Regions from separate parts of the Ovis aries genome. Here region 1 is linked to region 2. The links are chromatin contacts, called in public Hi-C maps. All regions are on one chromosome and are shown on one strand. The core of a region is the stretch at or near the end of the contact, and the rest is flanking DNA. Distances in the headings are between cores, read along the strand shown. Region 1 holds the start of SOX4 (SRY-box transcription factor 4). Region 2 has its middle 230 kb from the start of SOX4.

Region 1 (3,593 bases), core at 370-2,869, 230 kb before region 2:
TCTTGAACAACATGCTGCTTTTACTAGAGGGAATGTCTCTGGAATCTGAATTATCATGAAGGATAATACAGTATTCACTGAGGGCTTACTATACATCAAGCTCACTTAACTCCCACAAAACACTACATAGAGTAGTTCCTAGTGTTCCCATATCACTGATGAGGTAAACTGAGACTTGGTCACATCCCCAGGGTCACAAGACTAGTAAGAAGGACTAGCAGCCAGGTCTAATATAAATTCAGAAGGTCCATTCTTTTATGCTACTAGTTATCACTGCCTTCTACAGTGTCTCTTTGCTTTGGCCTTTTAATTCCATATGATTGAAGTGACGAACATATAGGAGAAAATAAAAAGGAAAGGAGGAGGAAGGTTTGGGGAAGAGAGGATGAAGTGTGAAGCTATCTTTAATTTTGAAAATGTGGAAAACTAATACTTAAAAAGTAAAACTGATTCCCATCCTTTACTCACCATTATCATCTTACACAAAACTATGGAAATTCTCCTCTTAACTCTGGAACACTGCCTATTGTGTTCCAGTGGAAAGCTCCTCTGTTTGGGCAACCCAGGATTTATGACTGTGTGTGCTGTGCTGTGTGCTCAGTCATGTCCAGCTCTTTGCAACCCTGTGCATTGTAACCCATGAGGCTCCTCGGTCCATGGGATTTTTCCAGGCAAGAATACTGGAGTGGATTGCCATTTTCTCCTCCAAGGGGATCTTCCTGGCCCAGGGATGGAACCCAGTCTCCCTTGCCTCCTACATTATCAGGCAAATTCTTTACCACACTGCACCACTAGGGAAGCCCATCCAGGATTCAAAGGGGAGTTTAAATCATTCAATAACTATAGTTAACCCGTTTGGTTAAGAGAGCAAGTAACTATTGCCCCCCCAAAATGCTCTTTTCTGCCTTTCACAAACAGCACCAAAATAGCTCTGAAGGGATTAGCATAATACATCAACATCTGTGCTGTACCTGGAATTGTTAAAATAATAGTGATGACAGGTGTCTAGGTACCACTTTCTTAATGGTTTTCAATGTCTATTGATTTATTTTCATAGCTTTCCCTCCCTCTTTTACATCCTTGGCTTTATGAAGGAGCCGAGGAACAGATTTTGCAATAAAGGCTGATTCTCTATTCCAATACTGAAAAGAACTAATAAAAATAATCACTTGGCTTTTAAGCAGAAAGCTTCCATTTACAGTATTTCACCCTTCCCCCCCTTCTAAGCCCCTTGTTATCTAACATAATGGTTAGAATACATTTCCGTCTCTCCCCTTAATAATTTCATGCATTAACATCCTCTTCACACACCACACACACACACACACACACACACACACACACACACACACACGCAAGCACGCACAGCAAAAGGAAAAAAGAGGCAGCAGAAATCTCAGCTGTACTTCTAGCCCTTTTAAAAAGTTTGCTCTGTAAATTGGAATGAGGTCAGATTTGGAGCTTCTCATTGCACGCGGAGATTATTATTGCATCGGGTTCCAAGCCAATGGGAAGCTCGGGGGAGGGGCTTGGCACGAGGAAGCGTTGGTTACAGCGGCTGATTGGCCGCGGCCAAGACTGGGAAAGGATAAAGAGGCGCGAGGCGGAATTGGGGTCCGCTCTAAGCTGCAGCAAGGGAAACCGTGTGTGAGAGGAAGAGGCCTGTTTCGCTCCGGGTCTCTAGTTCTTGCACGCTCTTTAAGAGTCTGCACTGGAGGAACTCTGCCATTACCAGCTCCCTTCTTGCAGGAGGGAGGGGGAAACATACATTTATTCATGCCAGTCTGTTGCATGAAGGCTTTCTGGCGTCCTACCTTGCAACAAAATAATTGCACAAACTCCTTAGTGCCGATTCCGCCCACAGAGAGTCCTGGAGCCAGAGCCTTTTCTGCTCTGCATTGTAAGAGAGGGACTAACTGATAGAGACTATGTCGCTTTCCTGAGCTTCTGAGAGCGCTCGCGAACTGGAATCAACTGCTTCAGGGGAAGGAAAAAAAAAAAAAGACTTGCCTGGGAGGCGGCGAGAAACTTGCATTGGAAGCTTCAGCAACCAGCATTCGAGAAACTCCTCTCCACTTTAGCACCGTCTCCAGGACGCAGAGCCGAAAGACAGCGCAAACTGCGGCGCGGTGAGAGAGAAGAGCGAGAGAGAGGGAGATTCTCCAGCCTGGGAACTATAACTCCTCTGCAGGAGGCGGAGTGCTCCCGCCTCGCATCTTTTTAGAGACTTTTCTCTCTTCGCCCACCTCCGCCCCGACCAGGAGTTGAGCCGCCCGCTCGACCGCCGCGCACGTACCCCCGCTCGGCGTGCGCTTGGTCCCGGGAGCCAGGAGGGCCCGGCGATCGCGCCGCGGCCGCCGCGAGGGTGTGAGCGCGCGTGGGCGCCCGCCGAGCCGGGGCCATGGTGCAGCAAACCAACAACGCCGAGAACACGGAAGCGCTGCTCGCCGGCGAGAGCTCGGACTCGGGCGCCGGCCTCGAGCTGGGCATCGCCTCCTCCCCCACGCCCGGCTCCACCGCCTCCACGGGCGGCAAGGCCGACGACCCGAGCTGGTGCAAGACGCCGAGTGGGCACATCAAGCGGCCCATGAACGCCTTTATGGTGTGGTCGCAGATCGAGCGGCGCAAGATCATGGAGCAGTCACCCGACATGCACAACGCCGAGATCTCCAAGCGGCTGGGCAAACGCTGGAAGCTGCTCAAAGACAGCGACAAGATCCCTTTCATTCGGGAGGCGGAGCGGCTGCGCCTCAAGCACATGGCTGACTACCCCGACTACAAATACCGGCCCAGGAAGAAGGTGAAGTCCGGCAACGCCAACTCGGGCTCCGCGGCCGCCGCCGCCTCCAAGCCCGGGGAGAAGGGCGACAAGGTCGGTGGCAGCGGCCACGGGGGCGGCGGCGGCGGGGGCAGCCACGCAGGGGGAGGAGGCGGCGGCGGCGCGAGCGGCGGCGGCGCCAACTCCAAACCCGCTCAGAAAAAGAGCTGCGGCTCCAAAGTAGCGGGCGGCGGGGTCGGCAAGCCCCATGCCAAGCTCATCCTGGCGGGCGGCGGCGGGAAGGCGGCGGCGGCGGCCGCCGCCGCCTCCTCCTCCTCGTCGTCGTCGTCGTCCTCGTTCGCCGCTGAGCAGGCGGGGGCCGCCGCCCTGTTGCCCCTGGGCGCCGCGGCCGCGGCCGCCGACCACCACTCGCTGTACAAGGCGCGGACTCCCAGCGCCTCGGCCTCGGCCTCCGCGGCGGCCTCGGCCTCGGCCGGCCTGGCGGCCCCGGGCAAACACCTGGCGGAGAAGAAGGTGAAGCGCGTCTACCTGTTCGGCGGCCTGGGCGCGTCGTCCTCGCCCGTCGGCGGCGTGGGCGCGGGCGCCGACCCCAGCGACCCCCTGGGCCTGTACGAGGAAGGGGGCGCCGGTTGCTCGCCCGACGGGCCGAGCCTGAGCGGCCGCAGCAGCGCCGCCTCGTCGCCGGCCGCCGGCCGCTCGCCCGCCGACCACCGTAGCTACGCCAGCCTGCGCGCCGCCTCGCCCGCCCCGTCCAGCGCGCCCTCGCACGCGTCCTCGTCGGCCTCATCCTCCTCCTCGTCGTCGTCGTCCTCCT
Region 2 (3,639 bases), core at 895-3,394:
ATTGCTCCTAACCCCTTTTCTCTCCCTGCTGGTAACCACCAGTTATCTATATCTGTCTGTCTTTTTGGTTAGTTGCTAGTTTGTTGTACTCTCTGAGATTTCACGTATAAGTGATATCATATAGCATTTGACTTTCTGTTTGACTTATTTCACCTAGCATGATACTCTTCAAGTCTACTGATGTGAATTTCATTCTTTTTGATGGCCGAGTAGTAGTCCGTTGTGTGTGTGTGTGTGTGTGTGTGTGTGTGTGTGTGTGTGTGTGTGTGTGTGTGGATAGACAAGCATATATGTATACATGCCTGCCACATCTTCTGTATACATTCATCCATCACTGAATCTTTCCAAATCTTGGCTGTTGTAAATAATGCTGCGGTAAACATTGGGGTGCATATGTCTTTTCAAATTAGTGTTTTTGTTTCTTTCGGAGATACACCCAGGAGTGGAAATGCTGGGCCATGTGGTAGTTTTATTTGGGGTTTGTTGAGAGTCTATGGCCATAGTTCTGCCATTACTTTGCCACCTCCTTGCTTGACTTGATTATCTTTAGGTCCCTCATGGATTTATCATTGTACCATCTAGGCATCCTGCCTTCTGATCGTTCCACTGGCTGCTTTTGTATTGGAACCACTGTCGGAGGTACAGGTCTCTGCAGCTGTGTGGACACCTTGGGTACCTTTGGGCAGAACCTGTTTGTCAGTTGGTGGTTTAGGCAAGTTGTAGGTAAAACACTGTGAAAGCCTCTGTCTAGATCCTTATCTTCTGCTCCAGCAGAATCAGACGAATGAAGCTGAATGTTGGGCAGCCTTTGTTTAAAAAAGGAGATACTGATGTTTAGAACAAGTCAAGCCACTAAAACAGAACAGGGCTCAAACGTGGGGGAAAGATGTCATAAAGCTCTCTGTGAAAAGCCCAGTGTGTGAAGTTAGGCCTAGTAAAATCTCACATCTTTCTGAGAGACTGAAGCAAACCATCCTGATATGTGAAAGTGTTCATTTTATAAATAGAATGAAATCTTTCTCCATACACTGGAGGTCTCAGGGTGGGTTAGCAAAGATAGAATAGATATGAAACATGATCTCCTCTTAAATGTTCCCATTTTTTGTGTGTGTTGGGTTTGTTTTATAACATCCAGTAAGTCTAAAGGCAGAGAAGAGGTCTGTTGTTAAGACAGCAGTGTTTCTTTGATATTGAATAGTTGAAGGGGATCTAAGTGATTGTGTGACTTATTTTTAGACACTATAAAGCCACTCTTGTGAGCAGGGAAGAGTGGGTGTGTTGGCAGCCAGCTTAGCCCGGAGTCTGTAGTTGCTTGAAGCTTGGGAAAGCTGGAAGAAGAAACTACTCCATGGAACTCATGTGAACCTGCTCCTCAAATAGTGCTGAAGCAGCCACGTCAGATGCGTGACCCTCCCAGCTCACTTTACCAGGAAAGTGATCCGGGTTAGAGGAATTATTCATGATGTTTTAACCCACAAATTCCTCCTTCCTCCTACTCCTTTAGCCCAACTTAAACTCTGGTAAGTGGAGAAACTGATATCTAAGCACAAGTAAGAAGATGAAGTCACTTATCTTGAGATTTCTTTAAACCTTTAATTATTGTAAACAAAAGGTCTAGTTTCTTTGGAGCTCATGATGATGTCTTACTTGTGAGGCTGACTCTTATCAGATTGAGTCATCCTTGGACTTGGAGATCTAGAATAACACCGTCTGCTATGAAGACATTATTATAATAGTTGGTCTTGATACACGAAGATTTGTATTAATGAGCTTATCTACACCGTGCTTCATTTAGTTCCTACAGGAAGTCTGTGCTACCCATGGCACTCAGAAGACAGGATTGCCATCCTCCTGTTCTCATGGGGCTCTGGGGCTCTTCTTGCCAGTAAGAGGCCGAGTTCTAGACTCACAAGGTATCCCCGTTCCTTAGTGATAGGGATGCAAAGGAGCATAAAGCTCTTGACACACAGTAGGTGTTCAGTAGAACCTTGGAAGGCAGCTGATAGTAGGGAACATCCTCATGGCAGAATTTGCTGCATTTTTATTAACAGCCTGACTTTATATTCTCTGGCTAGTGCTTACTCTGCTTTAGTAGACTACTCAGCCCTGGGATAGGCGGTTTGCAGGAGAGTCTGAGTCTTGATCCACGCTGTCCTTCCTCTGTGTCTCTGGTGTAAGGCTATTCATCATCCGAGGAGAGCTGTCCTCCTGATCTCTTTCCCCGGTTTTGGCAAAGACTCAACAGGCGAGCCTCATCCCTTGAAGGTCTTGTACAATTTAACTGGAATCAGGACACTGATTACATGCAAGCAATCCTCAGGCTGAGAGCTTTAAAAATGAGATTTTTCTTTGAAATTTAAAAGAAAGTAGAATACAAATGTGCTGGCTTTTCAACATAGATTGATTAGCTGGCAGGGAGGGAAGGCCGGCCTTTGAAATCTATAGGCATCGTGTTGCAGGCCTGACCCCGCTGACCCTGGGAGATTAGTAATGGTCTACGCAGCCTGCTCTGTCAGCACGTCTGGCAGGGCAGGCACAGATGGTGCCAGTTGGAGAAAATCACTGCTGAACGTTGCACCGCAGCCTCGCCTTGGCCGAGCAGCCTCTGGAGGAGGAGCCGAGACTGGGCTGGCTACAGATGTGTCTTGTCCGTGCCCAGTGCTTCGGAATAGACCTGTGAAGATGCCAGTCTGGGGTTAGGATGTGTTTGCTGATTGTGACTTTGGTTGTGCTTCCTTGCTGTAGCTTAGGCCATCCTGTGCCACTGAGCAGCTGCAATCTCAAACAGGGTCTGTGGCCTCGGGGTTGCTCTGAGAGGGAATTTGAAACGAGAACTGATCTCATTCCAAGGAGTCAGGCATAATGCAATACTTGTTTTCCTAGCGTCAATCGGCCTAAGGAAAACGTGAGTCGGCTGGGATGGAGGGAGGAGAAGTCTTGAGAGTTTGAGTAATCAACTTAACTCAGGGGTAAAGAGAATTAATTTCATTATGGAAAGCAGCACGCAGGAACTCTGTCCTTTCAGCTGCCACCAGTGTCTGGGTTGTCTGGTGGGACCCTGCACTTGATAATGCACACTTTTTGTGTGGGCTTGATCTTAGAAATGGTGACTCTGCTCCCCAAAGATAGCAAGGAAAAGACCCTTATTGACATGTAGTCCCAGGCTGAAATATTCTCCTCACAAAGCTGAACTGAGCTGAAACTAAGTCCACTCTTCCGAATTAGACACTGGACTCTTTAATAATTCTGCTTGGGGTTGCATTGATAGTCCAGTGTTGAAGTGTAGCCTCCCAAGGTACCAACATCCAAGCTGAATTTCAGCAAGTCGAGGACAGGCTGAAAAACACTGATGCTGAACAGAACGTGTGCAGGTGTCTACAAGGCAGAGGGTCACTCGGCCGTCAGTGGCCTTCCACCATTCCTAACTCTATTTTCTGTTCTTCCTGTCACAACTTTAACTCTCTATTCCAGTTAGGTCAGGCTTTGCAGCTTATTACAGTTTCACTGACCGATTGGATTCCTTTTGGGTTTGTTTGATGAAATACATTGTTGTTTCATACTTGAAGAATTTTCCTTGGAGATGGTACTGTTGGGAAATGTGAACTGCTTTTTGAAGCTCTCACGTTCACAGAGGCTTCT

The links. A called contact is a pair of places that touch in the nucleus more often than the background predicts.
Region 1: a contact with region 2 is called in a Hi-C map of skin fibroblasts, with 2.7 times the contacts expected there. The contact joins the promoter of SOX4 here to the enhancer-like site in region 2. A contact is called at or near these places in 2 of 16 Hi-C or Micro-C datasets (skin fibroblasts and tail adipose tissue).

What each region holds. Positions count from the first base shown.
Region 1 is chr20:35,784,024-35,787,616 of ARS-UI_Ramb_v3.0, reverse strand. It overlaps SOX4 (SRY-box transcription factor 4), which reads left to right and starts at 1,619. Exons shown (of 1, transcript XM_027959226.3): 1 at 1,619-3,593. The coding sequence starts at 2,402.
Region 2 is chr20:35,554,291-35,557,929 of ARS-UI_Ramb_v3.0, reverse strand. No RefSeq gene overlaps it. Among named protein-coding and RNA genes, the nearest start is that of SOX4, 230 kb to the left of the region's middle. Within about 2 kb of position 2,144, at least 8 of the 54 cell types and tissues checked have an H3K27ac peak or open chromatin away from gene starts, as enhancers often do.